3 separate regions of the Mus musculus genome follow, and all the other regions are linked to region 1. Evidence: chromatin contacts called from public HiChIP or PLAC-seq data. All regions are on one chromosome and are shown on one strand. The core of a region is the stretch at or near the end of the contact, and the rest is flanking DNA. Distances in the headings are between cores, read along the strand shown. Region 1 holds the start of 4930553P18Rik (RIKEN cDNA 4930553P18 gene). Region 2 holds the start of Pcyox1 (prenylcysteine oxidase 1). Region 3 has its middle 42 kb from the start of Fam136a.

Region 1 (4,745 bases), core at 1,014-3,513:
ACATATAAAATATCATTTCTTTGATGTATTATGTTCATTGGCTTGAGTATACTGAAATTGGATCTCTGGAATGAATTTATCTTCAGCATATGGAATTACTGTTTTGTCAAATCCATTTGATAGTGTTCTGTGATCAATTTTTATTTTCAGTCCATCAAAAAAGTCTGAATTTTCTTGGGTCATTTTAGGATGAGCATGTCCTCAAATTAACTTTGTGTGTTCTGGAAGACTTGATGTAAAAGATCCATTTGGGTTTTTCCATTACTGATAGACTCGAGCCATATTTGCATATTATATTGTGCCTCTTTCTTCTTGGGGCCACGTACTGTTTTCTATATTTTTCAAAGAGCTATTCCATGAATTAATGTCAATTTGGAATGTGCCTAATTTGTGTTTACAGTCTCTTCAATTTAAGCAAACTTTGTTCGGTTCACATATGCCTCTTACATTTCTAATTAGTAATATATATTGATCAGTTCTTCATTATGGTTGAGTTTTCATGATTATAAACACATGTGGATTGAAATATGACTGTCACTCAAAGTTTAACTAATAGCCACCTGCCCATTCATTCACTCATTTTTAAGAAAATAATTCTTGAGTTTTCCTTCAGCTTATGCAATGAACATTATCATGAGTGGCTGTGAGGTACTTTCAGAAATTACACACTAAGTAAAAGGTCTTTATTAGTGGTCTTTATTAATCTACCCTGGGACTTAATCTACTACTCTGACTTCAGATGCCCTGTCCTTTAGTTCCACAATAGGTAAATTCAGAGATATCCTAGGAGACACCGACCCTCTGCTCAATGCTGTGGAAATCTTGCCCTCTGTTGTTCTCTGTGGTGTTTACTAGAACATAAAACCGCGCTGTACATGTAAGCATTTACATCTCTGCCCCAGGAGGGGAAGGTTTCCCCATGGAAAATGGTACAGCTGGCAGTCAGGAGCCAAGGAATACCACAAAGTCACATTGCACAACAAACCTCATGCAAGAGATTTATTGGGAAGGGAAAATCAGTTGGCTGCCTCTGCTCAGGCAACAAGCAGCAGGGGACTGAGCAGAAGGGAGGGTTTATACAGGGTTTCTGGTGGCCGGGGTGGGGGTGGGGGACAGAGCTTTCCAGGGTGGCCTGTCATTGATGGAATTTTTGTGATAGAGATATTTGGCTTAGAGCAATTAACAAGCAGCAAAGTGAGAGAAACTAATAAGACAATGAGTGAGGCCAAAAACGGTGGTCCTTTCTCTAGATGTTTAAGTTTGGCCCTAATATCGGAGAAACTCTGGAAGAAGGAGTCGTTTTCCATCTGGGGTCTCTGGATCCAGATTGCTATACTGTAAGACAGGTGTATTTGTAAGGTGGTCTAAAACTTGAGACAGGTTTTCATGTTTGTCCTGGATGATCTCCTGGGGCTCATTTGGTTTGTTTGTTTGCTTTATAATTGACCACCTTGTGGAGACTGGGCAGGAGGCAATTTATAAGTTGGTCTCTAGCTAAAATGCCCCAGAATTGTGTAGTTCCATTCAGAACCCTGTCTGGTTCTTTGTCAGCCCAGACTGGGTGGGCAGCATTAGTTTGGTGGGTTTTGTCTACATGTGCCCTAGGCTGGCCCCAGACCTATCTATGCTGGGGGAGAGAAGGTTGCGGGTGAGGAGCGTGTAGAAGTCATGGAAGGTGAGGCTGATGACACTGGGACTCTTTAATAAAAGAGGGATTAGTGATGTGAGAGCCCAACCTCTCCTCTACCTGAGAGAGATCACTGAATAAGGAGACACATGCTCTTACCATGCCATCCACCCCAGCAACCCCACCCCCACCCTCACAAAGGGAGAACTGGGGAGAGGTTAGGCCGGCTATAGGGGGTGTAGAGGAAGTCCCATGATAGACCTGAAGAAGCTGCAGGATTATAGCCCTAAGGGTGGTGGGATGGCGGCAAGTGAAGAGGGCAAGCCACAGCCTTAAAGACTGTGGCTGAGGTCACCTCTGCTTCCAAGAGTACTAAAGGGCTGCCGGACACCCAGTGGTCACTTCGTCGGACACAGGGAAATGTTTACATCAAAGAAGGTGCTTACCTAACTGCAGCTGGTGGGCGGGGTGCTGAGCGATCGAGTCTGTTGTAGGTGGACTGGACGGCTCAGACCACTAGGGGGAGCAAGGCACCAGGAGAGTCTATCCGAGTCAGAGCAAATGTGTGTTACAGCTCAGCTCCACTGGGGAAGGTTTCCCCAATACAAGTGTAGCAGCGGGACGGTTTTCCGAATGCAAGACTAACGGCTCTGCTTTGGTGGCGAGGTGACAGGAAAGGTTTCCCTAGCTCTTTTACGGTACAGTGCATAGCTATCATGGCATCTGGTCTGTGACAGCTCTCAATAGAAGGGTGGCTTGATAACATTTTTGGCCGTTCAATGGGATTGTTAAACACATTCATGTTCACCTCTCATAATGTTCAAGGCAAGGCATTTTCTGTTAGAGAAGATGAAAACCCCAACCCAACCAAACACAAACACCTCCCAAACAGGAATATGTCCGCAAAATATTGAACAGTTAAATAAATGGCGTCACTTTTAGTTACACTGACTGTAATCGGTGAACTTCTCTGAGGCTTTTATAACAATAATATGAATATATATGCATATATATAAAGAGATGCGCATCATTTGGGAACATACTTCAAATTTATAGTGTTTATTTTGTCAGGAAAGAGACTATACATGCATGAAAGTAAATATTATGAACAATGACAAAATGTACATAAAGAACACAGAGACATGTGGGGCAGCGCGGGAGGAGAATTGAACTTTCGCTCCTGGTCTGAGAAACTGAGATTCTGAGGTGGGAGCGCCACCTAGCACGTCCGCACTACCTGCCCCGACCTGTAGAGGGCGCAGCGGATATAAACTCCAGTTGCAGAGTGAAGCCCTTCGCGGTCTCTCCCCACCCCACCCCCCAGTGCAGACCAGTGCGCATGCGCACAAGGAAGGCTCGCGCCCAACAGTCCTCAGGTCGTTATTTGGGTGCTGAAGGCACAAGGGGTCAGATCTGGGTTGAAGACACCCTGCCCTAGGTACCAGCTGGAGATGTTTTGTCCCTTCCAGGACGCTGGAGGCGGAGAGAGTCACTTGAGGGAGTTTCTGCTGTTCTTGCTGATGATTTTGCTACTTTGCTTACAGGTGTTGGTAATTTTTACTTTCCTTCTTGCAACTGTCTGCTCCCTTTCCCAGATTTCAAAAGTCAGTAGTTTTATCTCCACAAATAAGGAGTCTCTGAATCTGGTGTGGCCAGACTGGACTTTCGCTGTCCCAGAATCCAAGTCGGTTAGTTTTATGTCTAAACCATCAGTACCTAAAAACTCCTTTCCCGGGCTTCCTTCGGTTAGCCCTTCCTTTTAGATTCTCAAGTGAGCAATGCCTAGAATCAGACACAGCTTGCAACTGTCCTCTCTCCTTCCCCAGACTTCAGCTAAGTCCTGCGTTTTATCTCCTGGGTATCCTCAAGTCCGGCAGCTTCCCTGGGGGTTCAGAATCCCAGTACAGAACTTGCCTGACCCTAGTGCAGAAGAGTCAGACGTTTGCCCAATTATCCACTCTCTTTTTCCTCCAAGACATTTTTTTACACAAAAAACCCTAAATACAGTGAATTCTTAAAAACTGGAGTAGAGGTGGGGAGACAGTCCAAAGACCTTAAAAAACTAAAACTAAACTTATATATAAAAAAAAAAGGGGGGGGTGGTGGTGCTGGAGAGATGGCTCAGTGGTTAAGAGCACTGACCGCTCTTCCAAAGGTCCTGATTTCAAATCCCAGCAACCACATGGCGGCTCACAACCATCTGTAATGAGATCTGACGCCCTCTTCTGGTGTGTGTCTGAAGATAGCTACAGTGTACTTACATATAATAAATGAATAAAGCTTAAAAAAAAAAAAAAAAGCCAGCTCAGCTCTGACTCCCCAGCCTGACCTGGCATGACTGAGGCTCAGGTTGTCTAATCACATAAGAACTCTGGGCTTTCTTTCTCCTGATGGAGTTGATATCAGCTGTGTGAAGAAGACTGAAACCGAAACCGCCGTGTGGTGAAAGTATTAAATGTGAGCACTTTAGCTGGTGTTTTAGCCAGTGACTAGGATGATGTTTTCCTTAGTATTAATGGTTAGCATTGAAAACACAGGGTTCCCTTCTGTTTTCATGCACAGAATCAGTTCACTTTGACCATGTTCTTTCCCACACTGCTCAGCTTTTCTCCCTTTGCTTCTCCCCAGCCAAATTTCCATCTTACATGTTCATGCATGTGGATGTGTGTGCATATACATATATGTGTGTGTACATATATTTAAATGTAGATTCCCCCTTGAGTTTCTTCTGCCCACAGTACTATCTCTTGTTACCCCCTCCAGCCTAGCAGACCCACTCTCCCTCGGATACAATCCCCATTCTGCTTCCTTGCCGGTTATGTCACCTTAGTATTTGAAGCCAGGCTGAGTTTTATCAGGGATACAGAAGTTCTGTCCATTCCCAGTTTGGGGCATTGCTTATTGGTGGAGACTGCTGCCTTGTATCTATTTCAGGTTATGGAAATGGGGAGAGGGAAAATCGAGGTAGTTCTTAGGAGGTGTAAAAGTTGAACAGCAAAAGGTGGAGCAGAGAGAAAGGGCCATGTGGATTGGCTTCCATCATAAAGACACCTTCATTCCCTGAGGAGAAGGGTAACACGCAACTCAGCTAACCACAATCCAATGTAACAGGTAGAGA
Region 2 (4,745 bases), core at 568-3,067, 390 kb before region 1:
ATAGTATGACATCAGTTTAGGGGAGAGGAAAAAAATAATTTTCTTCATTTTTATGATTCCTTATTTAGGACAGACCCCTGTAACAAAACCACATCAACAAGAGAACAATAACCCAAACAGTGGCATAGCCCTTTAATCTCGGCACTCAGGAGACAAGAGGCAGGCAGATCTCTTTGAGTTAAAGCCCAGCCGAGGCTACATAGTGAGCTCTGTCTCAGTAAATAAGAGAAAAACAGACAGAAAATTGAGAGCTTCTCCAAGGAATGAACAGCTCTCCAGAAGCTGGCTTAGGATACAAGTCGCCTTCAAAGGATAGTCAGTTTTTAGAGACATGACAAGGCATAAGGTGGCAAAGAAGAGTTTGAGTTCTTAGGGCTGGAAACCAAGAGAAGGCAAATAATATATGGCAGGAGAAAGGCTCCGGGGTCAGGCTTGTTATGTGAATTTCTTACTGGTGAAAGTTTGTGAAATCCCAGCACACAAGAGGTAGAAAGGGTTACTTGAGATTCTGTTTGAAAAAACAAAGATCTGTGGAAAAACCAAAACTACAAGATATTGACAGGTCTCAGCTGACTAGAAGTGAGAACACCTTGTTCTATAACATAGCACAGCTCTTCCTACATCTGGAGGAGAAGCCTGGCTCTTTAGACTGCCCAGGGCAGAGGAAGGCAGAAGCTGGAAACAAAGAGCTGACTGGTTTTGAAGTTATGCTCTTTGGGAAGGTTGAAGCATAGGGGACATCGTTCTCGGATCTGCTAACAGAGGCATGTCACCAGCTCCCTTTCCTATGAAGGTCAACCAGAAAATTTAGTTTCACCTCTGGTAGCACGCAGCTTCCGATGGGGATTCCCCATTGAGTTGGCATGCTGTCCATCCATCCAGCCCAGTAGCTCAGGCCAAACTAATGGCTTCCTAGGAATTTTACTTAAGATGTCTAAAATTGCCTTTGGTGATAAACCCACATCCCTCAGGTAGAGAAGGGAGGATCCCTTTGTCCTTGTGTGTATGTTTATTTTTATTTATGTGTTTGTGTGTGTTCTGGTGCCCTGGAAGGTCAGAGGAGGGTGACAGTTCCCCTGGCACTGCTGGCACAGGCAGTTGTAAGCCTCAGAAACAGAACTCAGTAGCACTCTTAGCCACTGAGTCATTTCTCCAGTGCTTAAAATTTTGTTATGCTTACAAGTGTGCCAGAGGAAGGTCCGGTGGAATAAATAGCAGGAAGTGCTCTTAACTACTGAGCCATGTCTCCAGCACCCCCACTCTCCCATACACACTCAGTGTTTTGTTTTTAGGCAATTGGAGGAAAGTAGACAGCATTTCTTGTTTTTGTGTCTTCTCTAGTGTCTTCAACTTGGAAACAGACCGTATGTGAGAGGCCACTTTGGTGTTCTAATTTTATTCGTATGGACGTGGGTCCCGTGTTTTGCTCCTCTTACTTCACAATACCCCATCTCTCTTCCTTTTCTTATCACGCAGCTGAGTCCCTGGAACAAAGTGCTCACTTTAGAAATGTTTGCGGCCGGTTTGCCTGGTTTAGACTGAGATTGGCCACGTGCATTCTCTACAAGCTCGCGATTTTGGGGACTGTAGAGGGCACTTGTGAAGAAGGATGCATCTTCAGGAGAGGCGGGAAAGGAGAGCTGAGGTGGCCCTCAACCTGCGCCTTGGATGTGGGCTTCTGGGACCAGAGTGTACTTCGGGGGCACAGAGGACCAGGATTAGATAACACAAAATCGGCGAGCCTGGGGAGCAAAGGACCTGGGTGGGACGAGTGGGCGTGGTCGTGTGCTCTGGGGCGTGGTCTGGGCGGGGCGAAAGCGCGCAGACGCATAGAGCAGGGTCTGCTGGCGGACCCGCGGTCAGTCTGCAGCTGCGGGAGGCCATGGGGCGCTTCGCCGCTGCATTGGTGGGCTCACTGTTCTGGCTGGGGCTGCTGCTATGTGGTCTGGGCAGTCTGGCGAGCGCCGAGCCCCGGGCCCCGCCGAACAGGATCGGTAGGTGCGGGGGATACAGAGGCGCGGCGATGCCTAGGTCGGTCTTCCCAGGGCTGGGTGGAGATCGGGGTCCGGAGACCGGGCCGTGCGCTCCGAGTCTGGAGGAGTGCCACTGGAGGCGTGTGCTAGCCAGGGACTCGGTATCCGTGCAGCTCCAGCCTGGGAGGCCCTCGGCTCTAGCAGCTGAACGCCCTCAAGAGCCCGCCTCTAGCTGTCCCTGGAGCTAAGTCTGTTTGTCCGGCCGATTGGGGCACGCAGACTCTGCACTGGGACCAGTCTCTCTTCCCCTACCTCCAGATCCCCTCCCCCGAGAAGGACTGGGACCGCCTCCCCGCACCTGCGCTCTGCTTACTGCAACTGCTGCAGCTAGCTGGAGAACCCGGTCTCTTCGTGGCTTTGGTTGCCTCGGGTTTTCATTCCTGGGTGTCTATTCCCATCTGAAGCTGTGTCTTTCGGGATCGTTAATGGTGTTGGGGCCATAGAGAGACAAAGAACAAAGCTGGGCGAAGATGGCGTCTGCTTTATTTAAAATGCGTGCTGGAGGGGCCCATTCATACTTCCCCAGGAATTGGGCACAGCAGGGTCCCTGGGTCCGGTGGTGCCTCCACAAAGACCTGGGAGAACCTTTGGGCATCTTTTGACCAACTGTCAGTTTGTAACTTCATCTATAGCACCTGTCTAGGTTCAGGGAGTCTGTCTTTAAAGAGAACCCCTTCCCTCAGGTTTCCCCAAGCTGTTAGTTTTAGTCTTGAGTAATGGCTATTATTGGTTAATGGCTTTTCAAAAACAAAAGCAACACTGATAGGAGGGGAAACAAACGGTTCCTCTTTTCCTTTCCCCCCCTCCGTATAGCAATAGTCGGTGCTGGAATCGGTGGTACTTCCTCCGCCTATTATCTAAGGAAGAAATTTGGGAAGGACGTGAAGATTGACGTGTTTGAGAGAGAAGAGGTCGGGGGCCGTTTGGCCACTTTGAAGGTGCAAGGTCATGACTACGAGGCAGGGGGTTCAGTCATTCACCCCCTAAATTTGCACATGAAGCGATTTGTCAAAGAGCTGGGTATGTGATTTCATAGCACTAAGCAACACTATGTGTGACTGGCCGTATGTGTTTTCCTAACACAGAGAACTGATGTTTCTGCCTTGTCTTCTACAGAGAAGTTGGTGAAACTGTTTCTCTTGCTGTGGGGTTTAGCAGTTGGTCCCAGCTTAGCATCGAGCCACTCTCCTGTAATGAGACTCTAAGCTATCTGTGTGGCATCAGCTCTCTGGAATTACAGCCATGGGGTTGAGTGAGGGTGGCTGTTGCTGTTAATTCTTTAAAAAAAAAATTAAAAAAAATTTTTTTAAAAGTTATATTTTAGCTATTTATTTTGTATAACTGTGGGGTGGGGGTGTTGGTCTGAGTGCCACAGGGTGTGTATGGAGGTCAGAGGACAATTGATCCAGTCAGTTCTTTTTCTTCTACTGTGTGGGTCTCAGGAATTGAACCCAGGTGCAGTCCATTTGGGGCTGAGCCATGTTGCAGCCCCCTGTTGTCAGTTCTTAAACTTCAGGCTTTGGGTTGAGAAATCAGAGTGCTTTGAGCTAGCAGAGTGTTTTTAGCTCATTCTGCTGCTGAGAAAATGAGATCCATGGGCTTCCAACACTTGGCTTGAAGTCGTTCAGACAGGGTTCAGACATGTACTCACGGGGACACATGACTGACACGTTGTCGGCAGAGGAGCGGGCCATGTTCGGGGAAGGCTGGCAGGCCTGTGCAAGCCTTCTCTTAGGGAATATTGTGTAACTCTGGCCGTTTCCCATTTACCTGAGTTTCCCAGTTTTGCAAAGTTGAGGCTTGCGTAGGATGGGACCTCTCTTACTCCTCGGGTGCCCTTCCCAGCCCTGGCAGAGGCTTTCTTCTCCATGACTGAGACTAGTGGGTTTAGTTTGGTACAGGTATGAGATTTTCTGACCCATCTCCTGCTGTGTCAGTTTGTGGATCGAGCAGTCAGTCCTGTGTCCACACTGTTCTAAAAATAGAACTCTAATGTGTTTCCTGAGACCTGGGAATGGCCCCTAAGTCACTCAGTCCAGAAAGTCCCTAACAGGTCTCCCAAATTCCCTTTTCATTGGACCAGTGTAGAAATCACTGGCCTACCTTTCCTCTAGCTTTGTCTTGTTTTGTATCATTTCAAGATTTATTTATTTATTTTTAAAATTATGTATCTGTGTGTGTGGGGGGGGGGTGGGTGGGTGGTGGTGGGGGGATATATCCATGCAAGAGTTACAGGTGGTTGTGAGCCGCCTGACATGGGTACTCGGAACTGAACCCAGGTCCTCTATAAGAGCAGCAAGGGCCCTTAACCACAGAGCCGTGTCTGGAGCCCCTCCCTCTGTTTTGGCAGGTCTCTCCAGTGTTCCCGCTTCAGGTGGCCTGGTGGGCGTGTACAATGGAAAGTCTCTGGTGTTTGAGGAGAGCAGCTGGTTTGTAATCAACGTGATTAAGCTGGTGTGGCGCTATGGGTTTCAGTCCCTCAGAATGCACATGTGGGTAGAAGACTTGTTGGACAAGTTCATGAGGTAACTATTCAGCCTCTGGTGGATCTAAGATCTGTCGGCCCGGGAGCGTGACAGGGTTAGTCTCCTGCACCAGCTCTACCTCATCACCACCTCATTAGGCAAAACGTTTTCGCAGACATCATACAGATCATCATCCTACTTGGGATCTGAATATATCATACGTGTTTGCTTCTAAATTGTACTTGGC
Region 3 (4,745 bases), core at 1,537-4,036, 320 kb before region 1:
AGGATGACATTCAGATCATGGCCTGGTTGTTCAAGTTCTTACTCTACAGCAGCAGTTCTCAACCTTCCTAAGGATGTGACCCTTTAATACAGTTCCTCATGTTGTGGTGACCCCTCAACCATAAGATTATTTTTACTGCTACTTCATAACTGTAATTTTGCTACCGTTATGAATTGTAATGTGAATCTCTGATGTTTGGGAACTCTGGTTGTGACCCACAGGTTCAGAACCAATGCTCTAAGGTGAGGGTTCTGAGAGCTGAAGATGTGAAGTTTGGATCTGGAGAGTCGCCTCAGTGGTTCTGAGTACAGTCTTCTGAGACGAGTCCTTGGTCAACTGCTCTGGGGAAGCAAGGAGTCCTTCCGTGTCAAGGAGTGAGGAAGTCTGAGTCAGGACTTCCCATCCCACCTGCCTGTAGGAGGTTGTAATGAGTCACCCTCAAGTGGCAGGAGGCTTTGGACCATCTCCAAGGTTTGCCTCTCTTGTCCTGAGTGTGCTAATTCAGAGAATGATGCCTTTGGAATTCATAGCTGCACAAAGTGTCATCAATAGGGAGATGGGGGATCCAGGGAGACTTGAAGGGTATTGGTTTTCATGGTTTCTGGAGTCGACCATGATGTAGAAAACCGCTACCAACTGTTGGGATGAGTCTTTGGAGGTGGCTCTGTTTTCAAAGTTCTTTTTTTTCTTTTTTCCTTTTAATTATTAGAATTCTTTTTTTATTAGATATTTTCTTCATTTACATTTCAAATGCTATCTCCTTTCCCAGTTTCCTCTCTGAACGTCCCTTATACCCTCCCCGTCCTGCTTCCTAATACAAAGATCTTTTTCTTGCTCCTTCCTCTTCTCATGTGTCTTCTTCTTGAGCTCCTAGTTCCCATGTTATAGCCAGTCACTGCTTTCTCTGTATTCCCCATGCTATAGCCAGTCACTGCTTTCTCTGTATTCCCCATGTTATAGCCAGTCACTGCTTTCTCTGTATTCCCCATGTTATAGCCAGTCACTGCTTTGTCTGTATTCCCCATGCTATAGCCAGTCACTGCTTTCTCTGTATTCCCCATGCTATAGCCAGTCCCTGCTTTCTCTATTCCCCATGTTATAGCCAGTCACTGCTTTCTCTGTATTCCCCATGCTATAGCCAGTCACTGCTTTCTCTGTATTCCCCATGTTATAGCCAGTCACTGCTTTCTCTGTATTCCCCATGCTATAGCCAGTCACTGCTTTCTCTGTATTCCCCATGTTATAGCCAGTCACTGCTTTCTCTGTATTCCCCATGCTATAGCCAGTCACTGCTTTCTCTGTATTTCTGGCTTGTGCAGTCAGGCCTTTCTCAGTGCTTCCTCATATGATGGCTTTCTGACAGACTTCACCAGGTGGGGCAGTGGCTCAGCCATCCACCTCATCTATACACAGGAGGCCTGGGGCAAGGGCTGAGGCTGGGGCTGGGCATAGCAGGAAGAATGGGCTTGCTAGAATGTTTTCTTTACCTGTTCTCTTGTAGGGTTGGGACTTCTGCCCAGGTCTGGGCCACTTCCTCAGTTTCTTATCCCAGCAAGTCAGGCTGATTCATCCAATTTTGTTCATTCCTTGGGGCTATCATGTATTAGGTCTGGGCTTTTCTCCCAATTAGAATAATAGCACCCTGAGTTTGGCCAGTGTGAGACTTTTCTTTAATGAATGAAAAATGAGCTGGTGGTAACTGCGGAGGAGGCTTTGCCCACTCCTGCCTTTTCAAGCCCATTAGTGTTCCAGGGTTCTGAAAGCCAGTCATGTTGCTGAGATGTCTGAGTGCACGGATGTTGGCTCTGTTTAGGAATCCTTTCCTTTTGATTACGTGGGGTGGAAAACAAGCCCTTTTGATTAAACCCTTGTGGATATTAAATATTACCCTTGGCCTCTGGCAGAGAAGTCCACATTCAAGGAAGAGTACAGTCACCTGTAGTCCCTTGGTCAGTGTGGAATAGCCTGGGTAGGAGCCCTCTGCAGGGGACAAGAGGGCTCATGGGGCCCATTATGGAGCACGCCCCTATCCTGAGAACAGAGGCACTGCTTATTGGCATGTTTTCAGAGCACACTGCTTTCTACATATGAAATTTCACATATTCTCACCTTATGTGTGTTGGTGTGTGTGCGCGCGACGGTGCGCACACACACACACAGACACACACACACACACACACACACACACACACACACACACACACACACACATGCGCTCGTGTACATACACAAACGCATGCCCGCACTGTGGGACACTCGTGGAGGTCAGGATAACTTTGTAGTCACTTTCCTCCTTCCACCTTGCCATGGCTCCCAGGGACTGAGCTTGGGTTGTCAGGCTTGCTCAGCAAGTGCCCTCACTCCTGGAAGCACCTAGCCCTACCTTGTTTTTTTGTTTTTTTGTTTGTTTGTTTTGAGATAGGAGCTGTCACTGATCTGAAATTCTCCAGGGATCTATCCATCTCTGCTTCCCCAGTGCTGGGATTACAAGCGTGTCTTACCTCATCCATTTTTTTCTTTAAATGAAAAATTTTGTTTTAGACATGGATTCGGAGGAGTGATCTCAGATCTCACGTCTACACAGCAAACACTTTACTGGCTGAACCATTTCTCCAGCCCTACCCTTCTCATCTCCAAGTACCCAGAATTGGTCAACTGGACCTATTCTGAGTTGGTGTGTACTTGGACATTGAGGGCAATGTGTGTCGCCATAGCTAGATCGAGTTCCTGGGCTCAGTCTCCCAACTGAACCCACCATACTTTCCACTGGGCTGTGAAGGCCCTGGGGCTAGATCATGGTGTTGCCTCAGCCGGAAGCAAAGGTACCTTTATGTCCAGGTTTGGGAAGTCACCTTCCATACCTGCTCCACCGACTTTGCAAAGGAAAACCCCTGGTGGGAGGAAGTGGGGGTTGAATGAGAAACATGTGGGCAGTTTGAGGGTTTCGCTCCCTAGTTCAGTGAAACCCAGGCCTTCTGACAAATGCAGACCACGGGACTGTTTGACCTGAGAGTCATCAAGCAACCCAAGTTCCACCCTGTTCACAAAGCTGTGCGGCTGGGTAGGTGGGGAGACGTGCTCATTTGCATTCTCATTTACATGCTCATTTGCATGAGCTCTGCTGAGTCAGCCAGGGTCACAGGCATTTCTGATGTTCCCTCCATGTTGCTCTGGTAGGATCTAGACAAACTTGCCCTGCCCGCGTCTCAAATTCCTTGGCAAGAGGGTAATGGTGGCGCACGCCTTTAATCCCAGCACTCGGGAGGCTGAGGCAGGGGGATTTCTGAGTTCGAGGTCAGCCTAGTCTACAAAGTGAGTTCCAGGACAGCCAGGGCCATACAGAGAAACCCTGTCTCGTGGGGGGCGGGGGGGGGGGGGAGTTTTGTTTTGTTTTGTTTGTTTATTTATTTATTTATTTATTTATTTTTATTTTAATGTGTTTGTATCTGTATCTGTGTCTGTGTGTGGATTTCTGTATATATGTGGTGCCCACAGAAGCCAGAAGAGGGTATTGGATTTCCTGGAGCTGACACCATAGGCAGTTGAGAGTGGGGTGCTGGGAGCTGAATCTGGGCCCTCTGAGAGCAGCGCACACTCAACCCCCCACGTGGTCTCTTCAGCCCTAGGATTGTTTTTTGTTTTTGTTTTTTTTGTTTTTTTTGTTTTAAATCTGTTTTGTTTTTGCTTATCAATTCTTCTTCCTCCAACTTTGGCTTAGTTCATAACACATCCACTCTGTCTATTTTGAGAAACAGCATACAACCGGCTCTGTGTAGTAGGGTTCACATGCTGTCTTTGTGACTAAAAGAAAAGAAAAAGTAAAACCAATCAGAAGATGGTTTCCCAGATGGGGAACAGCCCGGTGCTGTGTTTGGTTTGCTTTCATGAGTTTCCAAAAGCAGGCAGGCAGTGGCAGATTTCTGTCTGCAGGAAGCTGCTGAAGCCTCTTGAAGAATCTGAAGAAAGCGTGAAGCAGAGGGAGGAGCTCCCCCCCCCCCCCCCCCACACACACAGTGTAGGCTGGTGTCTAGGCTGGTGTCTAGGCTGGTAGCAGCCCTGGCGGCCTCAGGTCTTGAGTGGAGGAGCCAGGAGCCTTCCTTTTCTCATTCACTGTAGCTTCTCATGGATCCCAGGCTGGCCTTGAATTCGATGTGTAGCTGAGGAGGACCTTGAACTTCTGATCCTTTTGCCTCCATTTTCTAAGGGTTGGGATAAAGGGGTTACACTATCTTATCCAGCACCCAAGCTCTGGGTATGAGCCCAGGACTCCTGCATAGTAGCCAAGTTCTTTACAAATCAGCTCCTCCCCCTCCCCCTCCCCCTCCCCCTCCCCCCTCCCCCTCCCCCTCCCCCCCTTCCCCTTCCCCTTCCCCTTCCCCTTCCCCTTCCCCTTCCCCTTCCCCTTCCCCTTCCCCTTCCCCTTCCCCTTCCCCTTCCCCTTCCCCTTCCCCTTCCCCTTCCCCTTCCCCTTCCCCTTCCCCTTCTTCTTCTTCTTCTTCTTCTTCTTCTTCTTCTTCTTCTTCTTCTTCTTCTTCTTCTTCTTCTTCTTCTTCTTCTTCTTCTTCTTCTTCTTCTTCTTTTTCTTCAATTTAAAAGACAGAGCCACATGCAGCCCAGGATAGCCTTCAATCCCCTATGTAGTCATGGATAACCCTGAACTTCTGAACCTTCTGCCTCCGATCTTCAGAGTGCTGGGATCACAGGCGTGATCCTACCACATCCAGTTAGCTGCCCTTCACTCTTTA

What was found. HiChIP or PLAC-seq counts read pairs in DNA pulled down with a chosen protein or histone mark.
Region 2: an H3K4me3 HiChIP or PLAC-seq map of neural tube shows a contact between it and region 1, with 4 times the contacts expected there. The contact joins the promoter of Pcyox1 here to the promoter of 4930553P18Rik in region 1. A contact is called at or near these places in 9 of 39 promoter capture datasets (3T3-L1-derived adipocytes, the C10 cell line, the SN4741 cell line and 4 more), 9 of 484 Hi-C or Micro-C datasets (CD4 T cells, CD8 T cells, the N1E-115 cell line and 3 more), 12 of 115 datasets of contacts at active chromatin or transcription factors (bone marrow-derived macrophages, embryonic forebrain, embryonic limb bud and 7 more) and 2 of 9 other capture datasets (adipose tissue and liver).
Region 3: an H3K27ac HiChIP or PLAC-seq map of embryonic stem cells shows a contact between it and region 1, with 2.6 times the contacts expected there. The contact joins the enhancer-like site here to the promoter of 4930553P18Rik in region 1. A contact is called at or near these places in 7 of 39 promoter capture datasets (the C10 cell line, cranial neural crest, embryonic stem cells and 4 more), 2 of 115 datasets of contacts at active chromatin or transcription factors (embryonic stem cells and pancreatic cancer cells) and 2 of 9 other capture datasets (liver and macrophages).

Annotation. Positions count from the first base shown.
Region 1 is chr6:86,001,871-86,006,615 of GRCm38.p6, reverse strand. It overlaps 4930553P18Rik (RIKEN cDNA 4930553P18 gene), which reads right to left and starts at 2,263. Exons shown (of 2, transcript NR_155305.1): 1 at 2,074-2,263. It overlaps Gm33319 (a long non-coding RNA gene), which reads left to right. Exons shown (of 5, transcript XR_003956459.1): 1 at 1-3,173; 2 at 4,562-4,745.
Region 2 is chr6:86,394,222-86,398,966 of GRCm38.p6, reverse strand. Pcyox1 (prenylcysteine oxidase 1) reads left to right here and starts at 1,817. Exons shown (of 6, transcript NM_025823.4): 1 at 1,817-1,994; 2 at 2,847-3,053; 3 at 4,384-4,558. The coding sequence starts at 1,883.
Region 3 is chr6:86,321,537-86,326,281 of GRCm38.p6, reverse strand. No RefSeq gene overlaps it. Among named protein-coding and RNA genes, the nearest start is that of Fam136a, 42 kb to the left of the region's middle. Within about 2 kb of position 2,786, at least 36 of the 459 cell types and tissues checked have an H3K27ac peak or open chromatin away from gene starts, as enhancers often do. A contact at or near this core is called in embryonic stem cells, where this site is marked.